Linked DNA regions of Mus musculus: regions 1 and 3 are each linked to region 2. Evidence: chromatin contacts called from public Hi-C data. All regions are on one chromosome and are shown on one strand. Each heading gives the region's core, a stretch centred on a gene start, on an enhancer-like site or on the middle of the called end of the contact. The rest is flanking DNA. Distances are from core to core; before and after follow the strand shown. Region 1 overlaps Ltbp1 (latent transforming growth factor beta binding protein 1). Region 2 holds the start of Fam98a (family with sequence similarity 98, member A). Region 3 overlaps Ltbp1 (latent transforming growth factor beta binding protein 1).

Evidence for each region. Hi-C and Micro-C count contacts between places; a contact is called where the count stands out from the background.
Region 1: a contact with region 2 is called in a Hi-C map of centroblasts, with 2.7 times the contacts expected there. The contact joins the enhancer-like site here to the promoter of Fam98a in region 2. A contact is called at or near these places in 3 of 39 promoter capture datasets (embryonic stem cells, hippocampal neurons and pre-B cells), 12 of 484 Hi-C or Micro-C datasets (the 3T3-L1 cell line, 3T3-L1-derived adipocytes, the MC3T3-E1 cell line and 7 more), 2 of 115 datasets of contacts at active chromatin or transcription factors (both in embryonic stem cells) and 3 of 9 other capture datasets (embryonic stem cells, liver and macrophages).
Region 3: a contact with region 2 is called in a Hi-C map of myeloid progenitors, with 3 times the contacts expected there. The contact joins the enhancer-like site here to the promoter of Fam98a in region 2. A contact is called at or near these places in 3 of 484 Hi-C or Micro-C datasets (bone marrow-derived macrophages, embryonic stem cells and myeloid progenitors).

What each region holds. Positions count from the first base shown.
Region 1 is chr17:75,106,227-75,110,687 of GRCm38.p6, reverse strand. The region is part of intron 3 of Ltbp1 (latent transforming growth factor beta binding protein 1); the gene reads right to left. Among named protein-coding and RNA genes, the nearest start is that of Ltbp1, 100 kb to the right of the region's middle. Within about 2 kb of position 2,182, at least 16 of the 459 cell types and tissues checked have an H3K27ac peak or open chromatin away from gene starts, as enhancers often do. A contact at or near this core is called in centroblasts, where this site is marked.
Region 2 is chr17:75,548,999-75,553,263 of GRCm38.p6, reverse strand. It overlaps Fam98a (family with sequence similarity 98, member A), which reads left to right and starts at 1,318. Exons shown (of 8, transcript NM_133747.2): 1 at 1,318-1,523. The coding sequence starts at 1,471.
Region 3 is chr17:75,197,647-75,201,496 of GRCm38.p6, reverse strand. The region is part of intron 5 of Ltbp1 (latent transforming growth factor beta binding protein 1); the gene reads right to left. Among named protein-coding and RNA genes, the nearest start is that of Ltbp1, 190 kb to the right of the region's middle. Within about 2 kb of position 1,971, at least 61 of the 459 cell types and tissues checked have an H3K27ac peak or open chromatin away from gene starts, as enhancers often do. A contact at or near this core is called in bone marrow-derived macrophages and myeloid progenitors, where this site is marked.

The DNA.
Region 1 (4,461 bases), core at 933-3,432, 440 kb after region 2:
GAGAGTGTGACACATCCCTGAGTCAAAGGGGAGCCCAGCCCTGGCTCACAGTCTCTGTCAGAACTGGGTGACACTTTCCCTCTAAGGAGTTTAAAATAAGGGCAACAGTGAAGTCAAGGCCATGAGTCATTTTGTTGCCTGCAGCCATGCTCAGATTTCCATCAGAATCAATAGGCCAAACTCACGGCTCTGAATCACAAATGGCGTTTCGGAGAACAGAGACCTGAACTTTGAGCAAGTTAGAAACACTGCACCCACATAATCTTTGTTGATACGCCCAGGAAATGAACACCGCACAAGGAAGCAAAGACCTCGGGCAAACAAAGAGAAGAGAGGAGGGAAGGTGGAGGGCCAAGCCTTAAATTCCCTGTTCTTCCCCATAACTGTTCAGTAAGCAGGAAAGAGATGGATAAGCTGGCAGCTATGGTGAGGGACTTCAGTGTATGAGGCTTTAGCTATCCAGGAGGATAGAATAGGACCGAAAGAGAGGCTGGCTGCTTAGCAACTCCCTTATCCATACTCCAGGTCAAAGAACTAGATGCAACAAAGTATCCGGGAGAGGCAACCAGCAAAAGAAACAGCAGGAGTAGACAAAAGGGGCTTTAAAAAAAAAGCAACAACAGAATAAGGTACTATGTGGGGTCGTGTAAACTATGCAGGCGGTGGATAATTGCAAGCACCAGAGACCACCCCATCCTATACCCTCCCCTTAGGCCAGTGGTTCTCAACTTTCCTAATACAGCTACCCTTTGATACAGTTCCTCATATTGTGGTGACCCCCCCAACCATAAAAGTATTTCGTTGCTACTTCATAACTGCCATTTTGCTACTGTGACGTGTAATGTTAATATCCAATCTGCAGGACATCTGTTGTGATCCCTTTGGGGTTCAAGACTGTTTTGGGGTTGAGAACCTCTGCTGTGAGCCATTGTCACACAGCACTCCAAGCAGCCAACCCAAACTGATTGGGATTGAATTTGAGATTAAATAGACACCAACTGAAACGACATAGGAAACCTGGGTCTACGATTCACTCAGTGTTAAAATGACTTGTGCAAATTAAGGGCTCGTGTCTTGCCCTTCACTTAGGCAAGCCCCTCCACTCTCCAACCCTGCTTCACGGCACTTGCTAGTCCTGAAAGTCTCCTCAGTCTTAAAGCTACAAATTCCAGTTTGACCAGAACCAGGGACAAGTATGAAGTTCTGTTTTTTCTACCCCCTCACAATAATACTTCACACACACACATACACACACACACACACACACACACACACACACACACACACACCCTTGCTCCTTAAAGACTACAAATATTTAACCTTGTAAAATGCAAACAATCACATTCAAACCTTCTCTCCCTCCCTGAACCTCAACCCCTAAGAGGAATTAACCATGGTCCTCATTGGCAAAAAAATGACCCTTGGACTTATATGATCTCCAATACTCACCTAAAGCAAGGCATTGCTAAGAATTCCAATGAAATCACCTCTAGTGCAAATATTCCCACAGAGAGAGGGAATCAGATATATTTGCATGTGCTAGGACTGCAGTGAGCTTTACAGGAAAGAGAAAATTGAAAGAAAAGAGACTTATGTCCCCGTTCTCAGCCTATCAGCCTTCCACGGTTTCAGAATCCTAAATTGTCATTCCAGCCTGTAGCAACGTATAAACGCACGTAAGTGATTCCTGTGTTTATCATTTGAACATAAAAGTCAAATACATAGCTATGAAAAGGAGTCCACAGTTCAATAAAAGAACCATGTGCACAGTTCTAAGTCATCCTGTGGGAGAGAAGCTGAGGAGAATTTCTATCCAGGCCTGAGCTAACATCTAGAAGAACTTGGACCTCTCAGCCTCACAGTGGGAAACATTGTTTCTCTTGCATATCCAAGTTAGATTGCCACCGCAATGTGAATTTGGTTACTGAACACACACACACACACACACACACACACACACACACACACACCTAGAAATGAATGTTTTCTTATATTATCAGTAGTTCTCAACCTGAGTTCAAAAGCCTTTCATAGGGGTTACAAATCAGATATTTACAATTCATAACAGTAGCAAAAAAATCATAGTTATGAAGTAGCAATGAAATATTGTTTTGGTTGGTGGGGTCACCACAACATGAGGAAGTGAATTAAAGGGTCACAACATTAGGAACATTGAGAACCACTGTTTTCTACCCTCCTCAGGGTCTCCTCCTTAGACCCAGGCTTCCTGACCACATGGTCTCAACTCTGAACGAGAAGGTACAGAGTAGATGGTTGCGCTCTGTTTTGGTTGGTATGTTTGCTTCTTTTTGTTTTTTTGTTTTTGTTTTTTTGTTTTTTGTTTTGTTTTGTTTTTTAGCGCTATAGAGTTTCTCCATTTTGCATCTAGATTTTTCCTTTCAACTCTCAGTAGCATAATCACAGCACACCTGATCCAAAAAAGGCATCCCTTTAAGGTGCCCGAAATCAGACCCCAGGGCCCAGTAGAAGTTTCCACCTTCGTCCTTTTGATTTATGTGTCTCATTACCGTAGAAGGCTGCAATCACTCTCTTCTTTCTTCTTGGTTAGTGGCTTCAAAATACTGTACGCTTGATTACCCAAGTACATTAGAACTAATTTAAATCAACATCTTAAGCACCTGCATGCTCAACAAACCAGAAAAGAACCCCCACCCCAATCCAAACTATATTGGTCACATTTTATACTCCATGGGACACAAAGTAGCAAATCCATCAAGGTAACGGAACAGCAAATCCCTTTACAGACAGGGGCTAAATGCACTTCTTAACTGTTCTGCTGCCCAGTGCTGCATTTTAAAAGTAAAGCTCACATCCTCCTCCTCCTCCTCCTCCTCCTCCTCCTCCTCCTCCTCCTCCTCCTCCTCCTCCTCCTCCTCCTCCTCCTCCTCCTCCTCCTCCTGCCTCTGAAAGACAAATTTAACATGGATTGCTTTTAAGGAGAACTCCAAATGACAGCAAGTATGGAGCTGTAAAAACACGATAAATGCCCACATTTGTGTAAACCCCGGGGGAAATTAACAAGTTGGCACGGTTCTGTTTCCATCCGCCCCGTCATTTTCATGCATGTGTGTCACAGTCAACACTCTCTGGCTTTTAAAGGCAAGGGTTTCTATACGCTGCCATTACACTGAGCTGCAAGCATAATCGTGTGAGACTGAGTTAGCACCACTTAATTAGAATTTCTGTAATCAAATCTTTAACCTGAAAAAAAAATTGAGAAAAGCTACTTTTTCTGTGCCAAGACTATGTTAAAATATGGCACCCAAAGAAGTATATATGTACAGTTCCTACAAACTATCAACCTGGAATGCAAGCCTGGGGGACTATAAAAATTTATTGTCTTCCTTGCTCCTACTGTCTATCAACTATGATTCCATATCTGGAAAATACTTCAGTATATTTAGTTGTATGAAAAGGAAATAAATGAAAGGGGGGAAGAAATGAAGGAAGGTGTGGGAAGGACTTTATTCACAAGAACCACATTTAGAAGTGGATTCGTTTTGCATGAACCGTGCTCAGCACATCACTTCAACCTGGAAGCTTTAACTGTTCATTGTTCCCTTTGACCTTCCAGGATCCTACCCATCAGGGTCCTTGGCAAGAGCTCATCTCTTTGAAATGAGGGAATGATTTCATTCATGTATTAGTAACTGGATTCTAAGGCTAAGCAGGAATCAACTTTCTATTTTTTTTAACATATTGGCAATTACATACATACAACTATAGAGACCTCATTGAACCATCTCTTTGAAGGAGTAAAGAAGCCACAGTTACTCCAGGCTGAAGTAATTAGGAGTCAAAAAACCACATGAGCTCTTTAGAGGGGCGAAAACACTCCACTCTACACAACAGGATAGAGGGGGCTGCTTGTGATGTTTGTCAAATGCACAGAATGTACACTTGGGCTGAACTGTGTATAAACAATGGGCTCCTCCTGGTTGTCACCTGGGAAGGTCCAAGCATGAAGCTTGGTGACACTGAAGAGGTTGTGGATCTGGGGTGGGACCTATGGCAAAGTTCCGTACCTTCCTCTAAATTCTGCTGAGGTGCTAGACCTGACCTTTAAAATTATGAAAGGACAAAATGTATTTTGACTCAAGAGTCAACCTGAAAGAGTTCCCAACATTATAGCGGTGGAATACTGAAGCAATAAACTAAACAATCTGTCATAGCCCCAAGGAGAATAAAAATGCAGTAGAAGTCAGAATAGAGGAGAGGGACACGGCGTCCTTACAGACAAATTCCAAGAAATATGAAGACACCCCTCTCTCCAAACAGAGTTCAAACCCTGTCACTTGTTTCTGATAAAATATAAAGGGACACAGATATAGCTAAGTTGATAGAGTGCTTGCCTAGCATGCATGAAGCCCTGGATTTGTTCCTCAGCACTGTATAAGCCCGATATGTCAGTACTCAAGAGTTAGAAACAGGAGTACTACA
Region 2 (4,265 bases), core at 69-2,568:
TGGATGTTTACACATCCCAAAAGTTTTACCTGATAGCCAAAATGAGGTTAGGTCACACAGGATGGGCCAGGGTGGGCTCTTAAGGGGACTAATGACAGTCTGACAGAACCTTGGCTCTGGATTTGCAACTTTTCCCAATCAGGAAATTAGAATCAATGAATACACCTTGAAGAATATTTAACTTTAGGGGAGCTTTCTTGGAGAAGCCAGGTCGCTCATGGGTCAAGAGGATAGTCACTAGAACAGTTAGTGCATAACCTTCTCCCAACCCATGTTACACAAAATAAATAACTAAACCATGAATTACTACTGACAGAGAATGCTTATCCATTAGACATGAAAGTGGAAACTACAAAATAAAACGTAAGAATAAGTTTAAAACCAAATGACTACACAATATAACAACATGGCAATTCATAGATAAATATGATTTTCTAACTACATCATCTCTTTGAAAACGATTTCCTCCTTATTCAACAGTTCTTTCATAATAGAAAGCTACACCCAAGCATGGGTGGCCAAAAGTAATGACAACACTGAGCATGGTAGCAGATGCCTTTAATCTCAGCACTGGGAAGGCAAAGGTAGGTGGAGCTCTGTGAGTTCACAGCCAGCCTGGTCTGCATAGTGAGTTCCAGGCCATCCATGGCTCTATAAAACCCTGTATTAAAAAAAAAAAAAAAAAAGTCAACGGAGACAAAAAGTTGATCCATTGTCTAAACTGCATGTAATCAAATATACCCTATTGTATTCGATATGGAGTTATGCCCTTTCCCGTTAAAACAAAATGCGTGGTGTCTGGGGCAGACTCAAGAGGACAGGGACAAAAAAAAAAAAAAAAACTTTCCCTGGAGAAACTTTCTGAAGCATCCATACTGAGGAAAGCCACTTCTCTAACCGTGGACTCCAGAGGCTACACTGAAGAAAAATCAAATGGCATTTTCCTGGCTTTCATTGTTTTTGACCCGTCTAACCCCGCCCTGGGCTGTGGCTGGGAACGCACAAATTTGCCCTTCTGTGGTGACTCGCAGGTGAAAGGAGGACACGCATCTTCAATACCACAGCTGTCACTCTACAATCCCAGGCTGGATCCTGCTTCTGCTCCTCCCGCGCCTGCCTCGCCCCAAGCTGTGCACATGCGCATTCCAAGAGCTCCGCGCCCCCTGGCTGAGTCTCTGAGTCTCCCAGCCTCGGTGCCACGCCACCTGCCTTCCTGCCCTTCTTAGGGCAGCTAGCTTCACTACCCCATACTGGGCACGCGCACACCCGGCCATTTTTTTTTCCTCGGCCGGTGAGGTGGGGGCAGTGGGCGGAACCAAACTGCTTGCGCACGCTCGGGGCATGCGCAATACGGGGACTGAGGCGCCAGCTGTCGACTTGGAAGTTCCGGGGAAGGAGCGCATGCGCTAGGGTACGCGTTGCCGGCGAGAGGGCAGCCTGACGACTCGGAAATTTGAATACCACAGTAGCATGGAGTGTGACCTCATGGAGACTGACATCTTGGAGTCGTTGGAAGATCTAGGGTAAGACGGCGGGGGCATGAGTTTCTGAAAGTCCACTCTGCTAGAGCCCCGGCAACTCCTCGGGCGCCCGGTCGGAGCCACCTGCCTTGCCACTCCGCACCCGACTCCCGCCGGAGCTTCCCGCTGCTGGCCCAGGGACCCCCGGTGCCACGTCCACACCTACCCTGCCCACTGGGCTCCGACGGCCCTCGTCCTCCCCGGTGCTCCCCTACAGCCCAGCTACCCGCAGCGTGTCTCAGTCATGCGTGTCATTGTCTGGGCTCCGGTTCTCACCACCCCCCCACTCCCCAAGCTTTCTCTTCTTGCCTCCCGTCCTCCCACCCTACCCCCACTTTATGGTTTGCCAAAGTTGTATCTGCTTTCCTACTTGGCCCCAAGATTCCCTACTTCTTTCTTGAGCTTCTACCCCCCACCCTACTTCTCTGTCTCTCTCTCTCTCAAAAAAAAAAAAAAATCATCTTTGCTCAGTCATCTCTGCATGCACCTAGGCTTCCCAAAGCGCACGTCTGGGCGATGCAGCCGGCTGCTCTCAAGCCCGCTCAGCTGTGCACCTAACCTTTCAACCACCTGCTTTGGAAATGACAGTCAGTGACTTCAGACCTCCAGCACAGCCTCGCTGAACTCCAGCATTCCAGGGTCATCCTCACCCACCAAGAATCAGCATATTTGCATCTTGACTCTCAGTCATAGTCTTCAGTGTTTAGGAATTTGGAAATAAGGCTTATTTATCTTGTTTGGTCACCCAGATCAAGGTGCTTAAACTTGAGAACCTAGAGGCTCTTAGGCAAAAAAAAAAAAAAAAAAAAAAAAAAAAAAAAAAAAAAAAAGCCCTGCATGATTAAGTATTTGCCTGCGAATAACTATTTCAGGATAAAATCAGCGTAGAAGAAATGACGCACCGAGGTCCTCCTGCCTCTGGCACCTGAGAGCTATGATTAAAGGAGTGAGCCCCCATGCCCTGCCGATTGTTGTATTTTTAACTATAATCCTTAATCAAAGCTTAACTTTAGGCTTTTCCATGCCATGGAAATTCTTAAGGGACACCTTTCTTTAGGGAAGGACACCTTTGAGGTAGCCAAAGCGCAACCCATGTGACTAGCTTGGTGTCCTAGTAGGTACTGACCATAAAGGAAGCTTACTAACCATCGCTGTGAACATCAGCCGCTGTGGTCATTTCTTTGAATCACATTTTGTGCATAGCCCAGACTTGGCCAACTTAGTTCTTGCAATGGGCCACACGTAAGCCTTATTCTGTGGAACGGGTGCTTTTCAACGGGTGTCTAAAGATGATTCGCTTACTCAGTAAACATTTTTTTTGTGTGTGTGTGTGTGTGTGTGTTTTGTTTTTCGAGACAAGGTTTCTCTGTATAGTCCTGGCTGTCCTGGAACTCACTCTGTAGACCAGGCTGGCCTCGAACTCAGAAATCCGCCTGCCTCTGCCTCCCGAGTGCTGGGATTAAAGGTGTGCGCCACCACACCCGGCCAGTAAACATTTTTTAAGGGACACTTGCTCTGTGCCAGTGTGGGGTTTTCCTCAGGGTATAAGTTCACGTGGAAGCTCTGAGAAGCATACAATGAAAAGCCCCGAGGAGGGTCTCTTCCCTTGAAAAGGTAGTGTTGCAGGAGTAGAACCAGAAGAGTTCTGGGATATTCCGTGCAGGTGAAGATCAGCTGACTGGCTGCAGTGGAAGAGCTTGCTTCCATTACTGTTCCTTTATCCTAATGATGTTTTCTTGTCTGGCTTACTACAACTAATTATCCCTGCAACAATTGCCCTCAAGTAAATAGTTAGGTTGCATTGTAATATAAACCCTAGAGTTTTTAATGAAAGTTTATAATTAATTTTAACTTAGTGTGGTTACATTTAAATATTATTAAAAGTCACCATTAGTTGATTGCTGTGTATTTTTAAACAATTTGCTCAAAAATTACAGTTGAATACTATCTTTTTTTTCAAGACAGGTTTCTCTGTGTAGCCCTGGCTGTGCTGGAACTCACTCTGTAGACCAGGCTGGCCTCTATCTCTGAGATCCATCAGCATCTATCTGCCTCTAGAACAGTAAATGCTATCTTTTATCTCTAACCTAGCACAAGAAGGAAGGTAGCAGCTGCTGGCTGTTGAATGAATGTGGAACACAAGGAGGACTTTCTAAGCCTGGGCCTTTATTCAGATGTCTCTACTATCTACTATGTTGGGGGTTTTGTTTTTATGTGTATATGTGTGTGTGTGTGTGTGTATGTGTGTGTGTGTGTGTGTCAGTATATACCATGTGTATACCGGATATGTGAGGAGGCCAGAAGGAGGATCCAGATCCACTAGAACTAGAGTTATATGAAGTTGTGAGCTGACCAGTGTGGGTGCTGGGAACGGAACCCAGGCCCTCTGTAAGAGCAGCATGTGTTCTTGCTTGCTCAGCCATCTCTCCAGTTCCTCCCCTCTGGCCATCCCTTTTTTATCTAGTTCCAGGATGACAGTATAATTTTGTGTGAGTGTGGAAGATTTCTTTGTCATCCACTTCATATGTAAACATATAGGCATATTTAAAAGAATCTGAAAGTACCCAGGCCTCTGAATACCATGTTAAGTATATTTAATGTATGTCCTTGATGATAATATTTTTATTTAACATTTCACTTAAAAGAATATAATCTTAACTGGCTGCTTTGGTTTTATTTGTCTGTTTTACACTGGGCACAGTAGCAAAGTCTTTAATCCCAGTGGGGGAAGAGGCAGGCAGATCT
Region 3 (3,850 bases), core at 722-3,221, 350 kb after region 2:
TTTGTTTGTTTGATTTTTTTTTTTTTTTTTTTTTTTTGTGGCTGGATTCTCTCTCTGGGTTGAGACAGGCCTGGGTTTTCTAGACAGACGAAGTGTTACTTGTTTCTCTGGATGAAGAGAAGCAGCTGGGAGAATGGTTAATAAATCTGTGAGGGGCACACACAATGTCCATGGTCAACTTGACTCTTCTTCTCCTACCTCAGAGCCAAATTTATTTGGGGAAGATTTCTTTTCTGATGTTACCAGATTGCCACACAACATGACAGAGTGACCCAAAGGAGCTCTGACACCAAGATTCCAAGTAGGTCATCAGGGGCTACTAAATAACAACACACTCACTGGAGTTCCTGGTGTGCATGCACGCATGTGTGTGCGCGCGTGTGGAGTATACATGTGTATATGAGTGTGTGTGCTCACATAAGTGTGTGTACACACATATATCTGTGCATGTGTGTGTATGAGTACACATGTGAGTGTGTGTGAGTGTATGTGTGTAGTATGTTTGCATGTGTGTATATGAGTGCATGTGTGTGCGAGTATATGTGGATGTATGTGTATGTTTGTTTGTGTGTGTATGTGTGTATGAATTTGTGTGTGTGTGTGTGTGTGTGTGTGTGTGTGTGTGTGTGTGTGTATTCCTGATCATGCATGTATATACATGAGGAGGCCAGAGGTCAACCTTGGGGATCTTCCTCAATTGCTTTCTACCTTAACTTCTGAAATAGTATCTCTCATCCAACCTGGAGCTGGCTAACTCAGTTACATTGGTCAGGACCCCAAGGATCCATCAGGCTCCAGAGGCCCTAGCACTGAGATTACAGAGACCCACTACCACATCTAGCCTTTCCGTTGGCACTGGAGATCTAGCTCAGGTTCTTATGTGTGCACAGCAAGCATTTTACCAAGGAAGCCACCTCCCAGCATTCCTGCCTTTTTAGCTTATAAAAATTTGATTTAAGAAATTAAATGACAAAAACTGAGAAACAGAAGATGGGCTGGAGAGATGTCTCCGTGATTAAAAACACTTGTCCTTCCAGAGGATATCAGCTCAGTTCCCAGAACCCACAAAGGGCAGCTGACATTTGCCTGTAACTTCAGCTCCAGGGGATCCAGTGTTCTCTTCTGGCTTAGGCAGGTCCTGCACCCACATGTGTGCATATACACACAGAGACATATAAATCAACTAAAGAATTTTTTGAGAGAGAGAGAGAGAAGAAGAATAAAAATTCCTCCCTGGATTTAGAACCTGTGATGTTCTCTAAAGCATTAAACAATGACTGGCAGCTCTCTGAACACTCAAACTCTCTGTGTTGCCTGCTAAATGACTGAAAAGCCAGGCCTTGACTACCCAGCAAGCATCCAAAGTTCAGAAGAGTGGATGCCATTCACTGGCTCAGCCTGAAGGACTCGACGTTCTCATTATTTGTGACAGTGTATCCAGGAAGTATAAGACACAATGACAAGCAAAAATGCTTATCTCTGACATTACGAGAAGGACCTAGGCAGGGCCGAGAAGAGACAAGGACACACACAGCTGTCATGACCACAGCCACCACTCGCCAGCCGATGCTTTGTCCTCTTTCAGAAGCAAGCTTAGGGACCTTAAGCCCCTGTATTCCCATCTCATTGTCTGACTGACATTTGCGTTTTGCCACAGCTGAGTCACAAAGATAACATGTTTCCTGTTTCATCATACGATGCGCTAGACTAACAATGTGTCTTCCCTATTGAAGAATGGGGAAGAGGTCCACCCAGTGTTCTTACCACTTGGAAGGGGAGTATTTTCTGACATCAGAGCTGCCTAGCTCTATAACCCATATTGGCATTAGAGGAGAGGGAAGGAGAGAAGGACTCACTATTTGCAGTGTTTAAAAGTTACTTCCCCCAAACCTGAATCTCTGCTTTAGAGTCCAGTAAGTACAAGGATTCTGAGTAATACATGTGAATCACAGGAAAGAGACTTTACATCTCTCCAAAAAGACGGTGGGGCATTTAGGTGAACACAATGTCTATGAATCAGACCTGCTTTCTCTCTTCACGTCTGTTCAATGATCAATTGGGAAACCCTCCAGTTGGTAGCTGGAGAGGAGTTAAGCCCACCTGGATTTCCAGAAAACACTGAGGACTCTCATCTCATGTCTTCCTCTGGGATGACCCAGAAATCACTCAGAACTTAGTATCATTCCTGTCCAGGCCCACAGCAGCTCTCAGGGGTAGGAAGCCACTTTCTGTGACTAGGAATGAGGATCTGACTTCCTGCAGGACTTGAGGACGCTACTCTAGGTGAGGACTTGTATTTAGAATCATGAATCCCCAAGAACTGCCTTCAAAATTCTCCACTTCAGTCTGTATGAAGTTTATGTGACACCCCATGCTTGTTCTCATGCCCAACAAAGGTTTGTGTAATAATTGAGATATATTCTGTTTTACACATATAGTCTGCCTTGAGTAATGTCATCTCAGCTTCTCCTGGGTACCCAATAGCTCTTATCCTCACCTTAATTGGGTAATAATCCAGGAACGTATATTTGCATTTCATCACCTGGGACAAAGTCCCCCTGACATCACCTCTCATTCACTACCAGTCCTTCCTCAGAGCAACAGCACCCTCAGGGAGTCACCTTCAAACTCTCTAGATAGGAAAACCTCTCAAAGCTCATCACTCCCATTTGACAGCATGGATGAGAGTCCAGTGCCAGGGTTCTCAACTTGGACTACACGTCCACTCCAGCATAGAGAAGACAGCATGAAACAACGGTGGGTACAGGAGAACACAGTACTGGATTCTGAGCTTCAAACCTGCCTTTTCAAACAAACTTGCTCCATGGTGCTGAGCAGTTATTTAACCTCATCTATAGAATGCCTGCAGACCCCTGATTTCTCAGCCACTGGGCATTGGGCATACAGACAGCACTCCACAGTGCTGTTACAAATCCAAGGTTCCTCTTCCTCCTTCATAAACGTATATGCCACTCATTAAACTTCAGGGTCTTCATGTGTTTCCCACTAGGAGCTTATGTCTAAGGTCAAAAAGGCAAAACAGCTGAACCAAAGCATTTAGCCGGATATGGTGGCACACACCATATCCATATGTAACCTTAGTACTTTGGAGGTGAAAGCAGGAGGATCAGGAGTTCAAAATCATCCTTACTGTATGATGAATGAGCATCCAGCCTGGGTCATATGAGTGTAATGCAAATGATCCAAGGCTGCTTCAAGCATCCTGTAAGACACAGGGCAGACTTGAAACATCAGATTCTTCACTGGAATGTGAACATAAAAGGGACTTGCAGGCTCAGTGTCAAATCCTGGAAAAGGCCATCTCATACATAAGCAAGATGTAAATCAATACACTAACTCACCCCATCACCCAACTTCAAAATGTCTCCTGAAGAGTGTGCTGGGGATATGTTAGTTCAACTACCCAGTAGATAGTTGGGTAATTAAGAGTTAATACTAATAAGTGCATAGTCTATGGATTAATAACACTTCCTATGGCTTATCCTAGGACCTTCACAGATATATTATGTGGTTATGTTACTACTCATTGTCCAATTGATGGGATCTAGAATTACAGAATAGACATGAGTCTCTAGGGAGCCTGAAGGATTAGCTAGACCAGTGGTTTTCAACCTTCCTAATGCCGCAACCCTTTGGCACAGCTCTCATGTTGTGGTGGTCCCCAAGCATAAAATTACTTTGTTGCTAGGTCATAACTGTTATTTTGCTACTAGCATGGATCATAATGTACATATCCACTATGCAGGATATCTGATATGCAATTCCACATTGGGGTTTTGACCCCCGTGTTAAGAACCTTTGAGCTAGCTGTCTATTAACTGAGTCTGGA